2 separate regions of the Pan troglodytes genome follow, and region 2 is linked to region 1. A link is a contact called in public Hi-C data. All regions are on one chromosome and are shown on one strand. Each heading gives the region's core, a stretch centred on a gene start, on an enhancer-like site or on the middle of the called end of the contact. The rest is flanking DNA. Distances are from core to core; before and after follow the strand shown.

Region 1 (4,114 bases), core at 692-3,191:
GGTTAACCCCAGAAGGAAGGCCAGATGGGCCTTGGGGGCCTGGGCTGGGGCTGGGGCCTCTCCACTTCTGCCGGCTGCCTTGTTCACTTCCTTTTTTTCCCTCCCTTACCACTGTGTTGCAGCCAAACTGCCAAAGTGAAAAGCAGTTTATTCCATCTAATCGGGGCTGCTGAATCAGAGGTGGTGGGGGTGTTCCCTGGGATGATGCTGCCCTTTGGCCACTGATCTCTGTATCATAGCTTACCTCGGCCTCCCTCTGGCGCCACCATCCAGGACTGGAAGCATTTGCTTTTCCCCAGGGAGCCATGGGTTCAGGCCATGGGTGGTGAGAGAGTCTCATCTTCTCCAGCTTCCTGGTCCTCAGACTTGAGTAACACTCCTTATCCCCTGTCTGTTGCCTTCTTTGGGCAAGCACGTGGAGCCGCTCAAGTAAAGCTGCTCTTCATTGGGAATATTATCTGCCAAGGCTAAGCCAGGATCCCTAGAGAGCATCCAAGTCAGGGCTTTCAGCAGAGTTCCCTGGAAGCACTGCATTCTGTGGAGGGCCAGAGCCAGATCCCTGTCTCTGCTCCAGCCGCCAGCCCGGCCACCATCAGTTTGGTGTATTGAGGTCATGCATAGAATTTAACATTGAAAAACATCCTTGTTCAGCTCCTTCAGTGATGAGATGAGAATCCCTGGAGAGTGGAAAGTGAGGATCTCAGAAGTTGCCCAAGGGAACTTAGTGTCTTATTTAGAGTCATAATAACTAGCTTAGACTAGCGTAACTGCTAGTCAAGGCTCTTTGGAAGGAAGTAACACCCACGCAAACTACTAGAACTTGAAATGGGCAGTTTATGATAAGGGAGTGTGACTGTCTCAGCATACTGGCATCAGTGTGCTATTGAGCTGGTGAGGGCCCGGAGGTAGCTTCAGGTTGCCCATGGTCCTGAGGCAGCTCCACTGTGGGCCTCTCTTTGAGAAGTGGGATTCTGGTCTTTGCATCTTCCTTGTTATTCTCCCTCTGCTGGCCTCTCTCTGCTCCTTTGTTCATGTTGCAGAAGATAGTGGCTCCTCACCTCCCAAGTGACATATCCTACAAAACTGCTGCACTTTCTGCCCCAATAGCAAACTTCTGGAGGTGAGTTTGGGCAGATGTCCACTTCTGCTTCATCGATTGTGGCACGGGGCAGTGTCACATGGTAAATACATGGCTGCCCATGCCCACCCTTGAGCATGACAGCTGTCAGAAAAAGGGGCATAGATTCCTCCAGAAGTTACATGATAGTACTTTACAATTTAGAGACTTTGCTGGAAAGTTTCTTTTTGGCAGTCTCATAGACAGGCCTTTTTACAGAACATAATAATGAGCACTTACAGTTTGTAGAGAGGCCTCGGGGGCATCCAAGAAGTAGCTGGAATAATATGACCCTTGAGAAGCTTCTCTTGGTTCCTGGGGATGAGGACGGTCATAATTACTGCTTTACTTACAATTTGGCAATGTGTTTTATTATCGGTGGGCATTTTGAAGTGTTTTAAGGTTTTTCACATCCCTCACTGTGTGTGTGTGTGTGTGTGTGTGTATATCTGTTATGATAATTAAACCAAATATTGTAAAAGTCAAGAAAAGTGTCAAAGAGGATGTCATTCTACTAAACTTTTTTGAATGGCTACTCTTTGATGATCTTGTGAGTCGGGAGAAGACCCAACCTTCAGTAGCATGAATCTGGTCTTAAATCTTAAATTTTGAAGCACTGAATGCATTGCAAAGTGTCCCATAGTCATCTATGAGTGTGCATATTTGCTTTTGACTCAGCATTCCATTTGTACTTCCTCCACAACAAAAAATGCATTGTAGCTTTAGTATTTTTAATTGTCACCAAATAGTACTGCTAGCCATTGTGCAAAGTCTACCAACAGCTGATAAAATGATTACTTTTTTAAAGGTTGCTGGATGCAATCAGATGTTGCTGTATCAGTTCCTATGCCGCGTGTGTCTGTTTCACTTCCCATAATGACTGATTCTCCACCTGCCATGACAGTGCATTCTTGATCTGCTGCGCCCTCCTTGGGTTGGTTACTGGAATATTTATTTTTAGGAAAAGTTAAAATTATCCAGAGAAGGGTGCTTTCTGTAAAATTTACATGAATCAGCCTCTTATTGCAGAGATCATGGGAGATGTGTGTGTGTGTAGATAAAAAAAACTCAATGGAAAAATGTAAAACTGTTAAAGGGAAGGAATATAATGAACATTGTTTTACCCATCACTATCTTTAACATTGTGGGCACTTTTAAATTAACTAGTATTCAAACTAAGTGTGGGTTTAATAAAAGTGAATGGTACCACATAACATTAATGCTTTTGCAGTTAAGCTAGATTTTCCAACATTAATGCTTTTGCAGTTAAGCTAGATTTTCCAAATTTCAGCATTGTTAGTAATTCTCTGCAAAACCAAGAGTCTTAGCTCCTTCCTTCAGTCTTCAGTTTAAATTCTAACAAATATTATTCGAAGTTTAAGAGGTCTTATTAGGGCATTAATGTGGGTTTTCCCATATCAAGAGCAGACACAGGTTTTGGGTGTCTTAGGTTCTAAAGATACCAGTGTTCCTTAGATTTCTGGCCTGACTGTGAAGGGAAGTCTCTTTTTTTTTTGAGATGGAGTTTCGCTCTTTTTGCCCAAGCTGGAGTGCAGTGGCATGATTTCGGCTCACTGCAACCTCCACCTCCTGGGTTCAAGTGATTCTTCTGCCTCAGCCTCCTGAGTAGCTGGATTACAGGTATGCACCACCACGCCTGGCTAATTTTTGTATTTTTAGTAGAGACAGGATTTCACCATGTTGGTCAGGCTGGTCTCAAACTCTTGACCTCATGATCTGCTCACGTTGGCCTCCCAAAGTGCTAGGATTACAGGCATGAGCTGATTTTTTGTGGTTTTAGTAGAAATGAGGTTTAACCATGTTAGCCAGGCTGGTCTTGAACTCCTGACCTCAGGTGATCCGCTTGCCTCGGCCTCCCAAAGTGCTGGGATTACAGGCGTGAGCCACCGTGCCCGGCCGAAGGGAATTCTTGTTAGGCTATTGCACAGTCGTCAGATGGACCTGACTGCTTCTCATCTCTAGGATCTTGGTTCCTTCTCTCCAATATGGGGATAATAAGTGTCAATCTTCATGGGGTTGTTACATAAAAGGTTTCTAACACAATGCCTGGCAACTGGTAAGCATTTACCAAATAAATAAGCCTTAGCTTAATTAGTAATCAAAGATACCAGCTGGGAAACATATCTATTTTAAGATTATATAGGCTCCTTCTCATCCTCTTTGGGCGTTTTATTTCAGCTGCTTAAGATGTGAAATCTGTGTGTTGTGGTGTTCCTTGTTACAATCTCCCTTTTTTTTTTTTTTTTTTGAAACGGAGTCTTGCTCTCTCGCCCATGCTGGAGTGGGAGTGGCGTGATCTTGGCTCACTGCAACCTCCGCTTCCCAGGTTGAAGCAATTCTCCTGCCTCAGCCTCCCAAGTAGCTGGGACTACAGGCGCACTCCGCCACGCCTGGCTAATTTTTTGTATTTTAGTAGAGATGGGGTTTCACCGTGTTGCCCAGGCTGGTCTCGAACTCCTGAGCTCAGGCATTCCACCCGCCTCAGCCTCCCAAAGTGCTCGGATTACAGGTGTGAGCCATCGCGCCCGGCCAAGCTCTCTTTTAAAAGCTTTTTTTGTGACAGCAAAAGAAAGGGAGCTAAGATTGACTACCTAATAAAGTAGGTGTTTTTCACATTTTCATGTGTTTCCTATTTAGTTCAGTAGGTGTTTTTCCTGTTTAGTTCTCACAACACTGTGAAGTACATGTTACTGTTGACATGTCACAGATGTGACAGGCAGTGAGATTGAGTAATTTGCTCAGTTGGGAGGTAGAGAATGTGAAAAGCAGGTTTCAAGCCTGGGGTCTCAGACTCAAAGGCATATGCTTTGATGAAGATCGAAACTCTAGCTACAAGCTTGTGAAGATATTAATTTAGAATCATCCTTGTCCAGTAATAACACAACTACTTATAGTGGTTTGTAATTTTAAACATCTTATTAATATTAACTATATTACATTTACTAACCATGTTAAAATATGTTCTCTTGGGAGGTA
Region 2 (4,114 bases), core at 702-3,201, 800 kb after region 1:
GGGAGAGGGAAACGGAGAGAGAGAAAGGAAGGCAGCCCAGAAAGGATGTTTCACAAAATCAGCTACTGCTGTGAGCAAGTGGAACTTAGACTTGCTGGAGACTGCTGGAAAATGGGGTGAAGCACCTTTATCCTATCCAAGTGGCAAGGAAACCGGGTGTATATGCAAGACTCCTAGCAATCATTCATCTGGCCTGCCATGAGTGGCTAACCTAGACTTAGATACCAGAGACTGTCCTTAGGCAAAGAGTAAGTTGGGCTGCTCTGCCCTGAAGGAGTAAGGCAGGAACGAGTAAGGAGTAAGGGATGTAGAGATGGTACCCACAATATCTGCTGCAACCACCCCTCAGGGAAATTGCTGTTCACTCAGGCTACCATACAAATAGCACACCTTGGGGTTTTGCAACATGCATCTTGTTCATTCTCCCCCTTCTTGTCCCCCGCTCCAGTCCCATCTCTATGACATTTGTTGTGCAGGATGAATTCACGCTTCTCAACATCTAAGCCTTCGGCACACCCTTTGGTGGAATTCAAAGTTTCTGCGGAGCAGAGAGCAGTAATTAACAGTGAGACCTTATGATGAGCAAATCACAGGTCAGTAATAACTCAGTTCTTGGGGAATTCAGTCATGGGGAAGCAACAACTCATAGCTCAAAGTCAGATTCCCTTCTATTTGTAACAATTTCTGGGTGAAGAAGCTTAAGAAGCTAGTCGCATTTTTCCCGGATACTGGCAGCCATTGTTTCTCTCTTTTTCTTTCTCCATTAAATAGTACATCCGGGGCACCTGTGTCCCACATTATTTAACAAATGATGTTCTCATTTTGGCAGGCAACACAGAAAAATATGGTTCCTTTACAGGATTTTCCTTGTGAGCTACAATTTTGATCCAACACCACCATTGATCTGGAAGAAAATTATGTATAATAGAGTTTTAATTAGACTCTGAAATGAAGTGTGTGTGTGTGTGTGTGTGTGTGTTTGGGGTTCGAGTGTGGATGTATGTGTATCCATACGCTCACATAAAAATGGTGACCCAGTTTTAACTCTAGTGGTACAAGCGAAGCTGTTGTAAGACAGAAATGACTTCATCAGGAAATCCTCATTCAGACTTCCAAATATACAAATAGATGCCTTTTATTCCACTGTGAATCAAAATGATGCCATGTCCTGTAATTAAGGATGTTATTGACCAGGTTGAATGGGCGCCAACCATGCCTTGCCTTTGTTTCTATGACAGTCATTTCAAAGTTCAGCATCTTAAGTCTGATAGTCACCTTATTTGGCAAACATTCAGGAATTCTGCTTCCAGGTTTATTTCAGGGTGACAGAATTTTCATTTAATCTTTACCTCGTGTTAGGATACGTGTTAATTGCTTGAGGCCAGACACACAAATATTTGTGTGCTTGAGGCAGGTTACTGTGCAGACAAAAATAGTCATAGATGAAAGAGATATATATCCTAACATAGTGACTTGAGCTAAACTATCATTGAGCCAAAGGTTTTTTTAAGTTGTCAAATGTAAATATATGTGGGATTGAGTCAATAGATAACATTAGCTTATTATTTCTTTCCTGTGGAAGCCATATGCAACCATTAGTCTTTTTAAATATTAACTTCTCAAACTGACCAGGTAACTAGCTCCTGTGGGTTCTGTACAATGGTAGGATGAAATGGTCCATTGAACCAGCATCTTGGGTGGGAGGGGAGCAGAAACACATTTAGAGCAATGATACAAACACCTCTGAAATCAGCAACTCAACTCTCAGATACACAGGGCCTGTGTGGAATCTCCTCCTTCGGGGGCACTCTGCCCAACTTCCCCAGCTGCAGGAAAGAAGACATCACCCTAAACACTGAGAGAATGCCTGAACTTGCTGTGTCTTCTCTCTCGCCTGCTAGTCCACCCCCATCAAATTCTATCTTTGTTTTAGGCCATGACTCACAACCCACCCCCACCCTTCAGTCAGCTGTGACTCATAGCAGAGGCCAGATAAACTGAAGGCTGAACAGCAGGGGTGGGAGAGAGCCGCAGTGGGTTTTTTTTTTTTTTCCTCTTGCTTTTTTTACCCAGTGAGAAAAGCTAGGTCAAATGGTCAAGTTGTGGGAATCTTTGAGGGTTTATGTGTATGTGTGTGTGTGTGTGTGTGTTTAATTTGGGGGAATTCCTGCATTGACTGGGGGATTCAGCTAGGTGTACTCTTTGAAGGTAACAATAATATTGTGGTTCCAACTTTTACCATTGAGAATAATCTAACTTTGATTGCAAAGATGGCCTCCAATTTTTTTTGAAACATTTTTGGGATCCTTGCCTTTTGCAATGTGACTTTACTCCCATTAAGGCATCGGGTCTCTTTTCCCTCCTTTAGAGTCTGGGGTTGGACATGTGACTTGCTTTGGCCACCAGAATGTTGCCAAGAAGTGATGCACCAGTTTAGGGCCTAGGCCTTAAGAAGCTATGCATTTTCCTGCTCTCTCTTTTGTGCTTCTGTTTTGCTGTGATAGGCTAGCCTGCTAGAGGATGGCTGCGTCATGCAGCAGAGCCAGGTCACCAAGGCCAGGGCTGTCCTAGATCAGCCACACTGCAGCAGACAGACCAGTGGACTCTAGAAAATTGAGTGAGCCCAGCTGAAATCAGCCAACCCTGGTTCATTGATGAGGACCCAGCTGAGCTGCCCAGCTGACCAGTAGCTTTGTGAGGACCCAAGAGTGAGCTATCCAGCTGACCTGTAGCTTTATGAGAAAAACAAAAATAGGAACAAAAACAATATTGTGATTTTAAGCTACTGTGTCCTCCCTTTGGCCCTTACTCTGTAGAGACTTCACATGATTTACTTCACTTTTTTTTTTTTTTTACTTTCTTTTGAAAGAGTTCCCTTACCCTATGACTTCAACACTGACCTTTCTCTAAGGAGGATGCTCTCATACGTATCTTTATCTGTCCTCTCCCTTTCAAGCGTGTCCAGCCCGTGGCCCATAGGCCACAGGCAGCCCAGGATTGCTTTGAACGTGGCCTAACACAAATTTGTAAACTTTCTTAAAACATTATCAGATTTTTTGGTGATTTTTTTAGCTCATCAGTTATTGTTAGTGTATTTTCTGCATGGCCCAAGATAATTCTTCTTCTTCCAATGTGGCCCAAGGAAGCCAAAAGATGGGATACCCTTGCATCTTGAGTTTTCATCTCATGTCCCCAGTTACCTCCTGGGCTCTTTCTGTCGGCTGTCTGGGTACTGCTCATGGAAGAAATGTCAGCAGGAAAAGGAGAGGTCTTGTCTTCAACCCACTGCTGATGCATTTCATAACTTTTGGCTTCTCAGGGTCTTTGATGTTCCTGTAAAAGACGTGCCAGTTAACAACACTAAGTGATCACACAGATAAGGGACACTTGTAATCAGCCTCAAAATCACTGGGCCTAATTCCCGTATTGAAATGGAAACCTGTAGAAGCATACATACCTGCTCCCTCACCTGTCTATGCTTAATTAAAATAGAGATTTTGAGGCTCTTTCTTGGAAATTCTATTTCAGGAGGTATGGGTTGGTTTTCCAGAAATTCACTTATCATTTGGACACTCCATCCAGACCTCCTTCAGGATGAAACTCATCCTGCCTTTCAGGAGGTGAAGAACCCTGAGGTGGTAGGTTCAGGCCTCAGAAGTCTTCACTGCACAGGAGAAAGGAGGGACTCCTCTCTTGATGTAATCATGGCTTTAATCTATGAATGCTTCCTTGTAAAATACTGTTTGTTGCACCCTCCTACATTAACACTGGGCTTATCCATGTGGCTTGCTCTGGCCAATGGAACAACTTTATATTAATATTATGTAATATACGTGTGTGTCTATGTATGTGCATATATATATATCGTACACACACACACACACCATGAGAAAAGTGTTAAGATTGTTTTGGACAAAGAAGATTATGGATGAGTACGGTTAAGTTCCTTTTAGTTTTATACTGCTATCCTAACCTGTCTATTCAACCAATCATCTATCTATCAATCCATACATTAAATATTTACTAAGTACCAACTACATGCCAGTCCCCATTATAGGCCCTCAAGTTACTAGTGTTCTAATAAATAATTTATTGAAGCCCTTCTCATCCTTTA

What was found. Hi-C and Micro-C count contacts between places; a contact is called where the count stands out from the background.
Region 2: a contact with region 1 is called in a Hi-C map of blood, with 5 times the contacts expected there. The contact joins two enhancer-like sites. A contact is called at or near these places in 3 of 7 Hi-C or Micro-C datasets (blood, induced pluripotent stem cells and stem cell-derived neural progenitor cells).

The regions. Positions count from the first base shown.
Region 1 is chr21:16,986,265-16,990,378 of NHGRI_mPanTro3-v2.0_pri, forward strand. The region is part of intron 3 of SLX4IP (SLX4 interacting protein); the gene reads left to right. Among named protein-coding and RNA genes, the nearest start is that of SLX4IP, 42 kb to the left of the region's middle. Within about 2 kb of position 1,942, at least 2 of the 24 cell types and tissues checked have an H3K27ac peak or open chromatin away from gene starts, as enhancers often do.
Region 2 is chr21:17,784,405-17,788,518 of NHGRI_mPanTro3-v2.0_pri, forward strand. LOC104003517 (a long non-coding RNA gene) reads right to left here. Exons shown (of 2, transcript XR_676140.3): 2 at 1,120-3,333. Among named protein-coding and RNA genes, the nearest start is that of JAG1, 600 kb to the left of the region's middle. Within about 2 kb of position 1,952, at least 6 of the 24 cell types and tissues checked have an H3K27ac peak or open chromatin away from gene starts, as enhancers often do.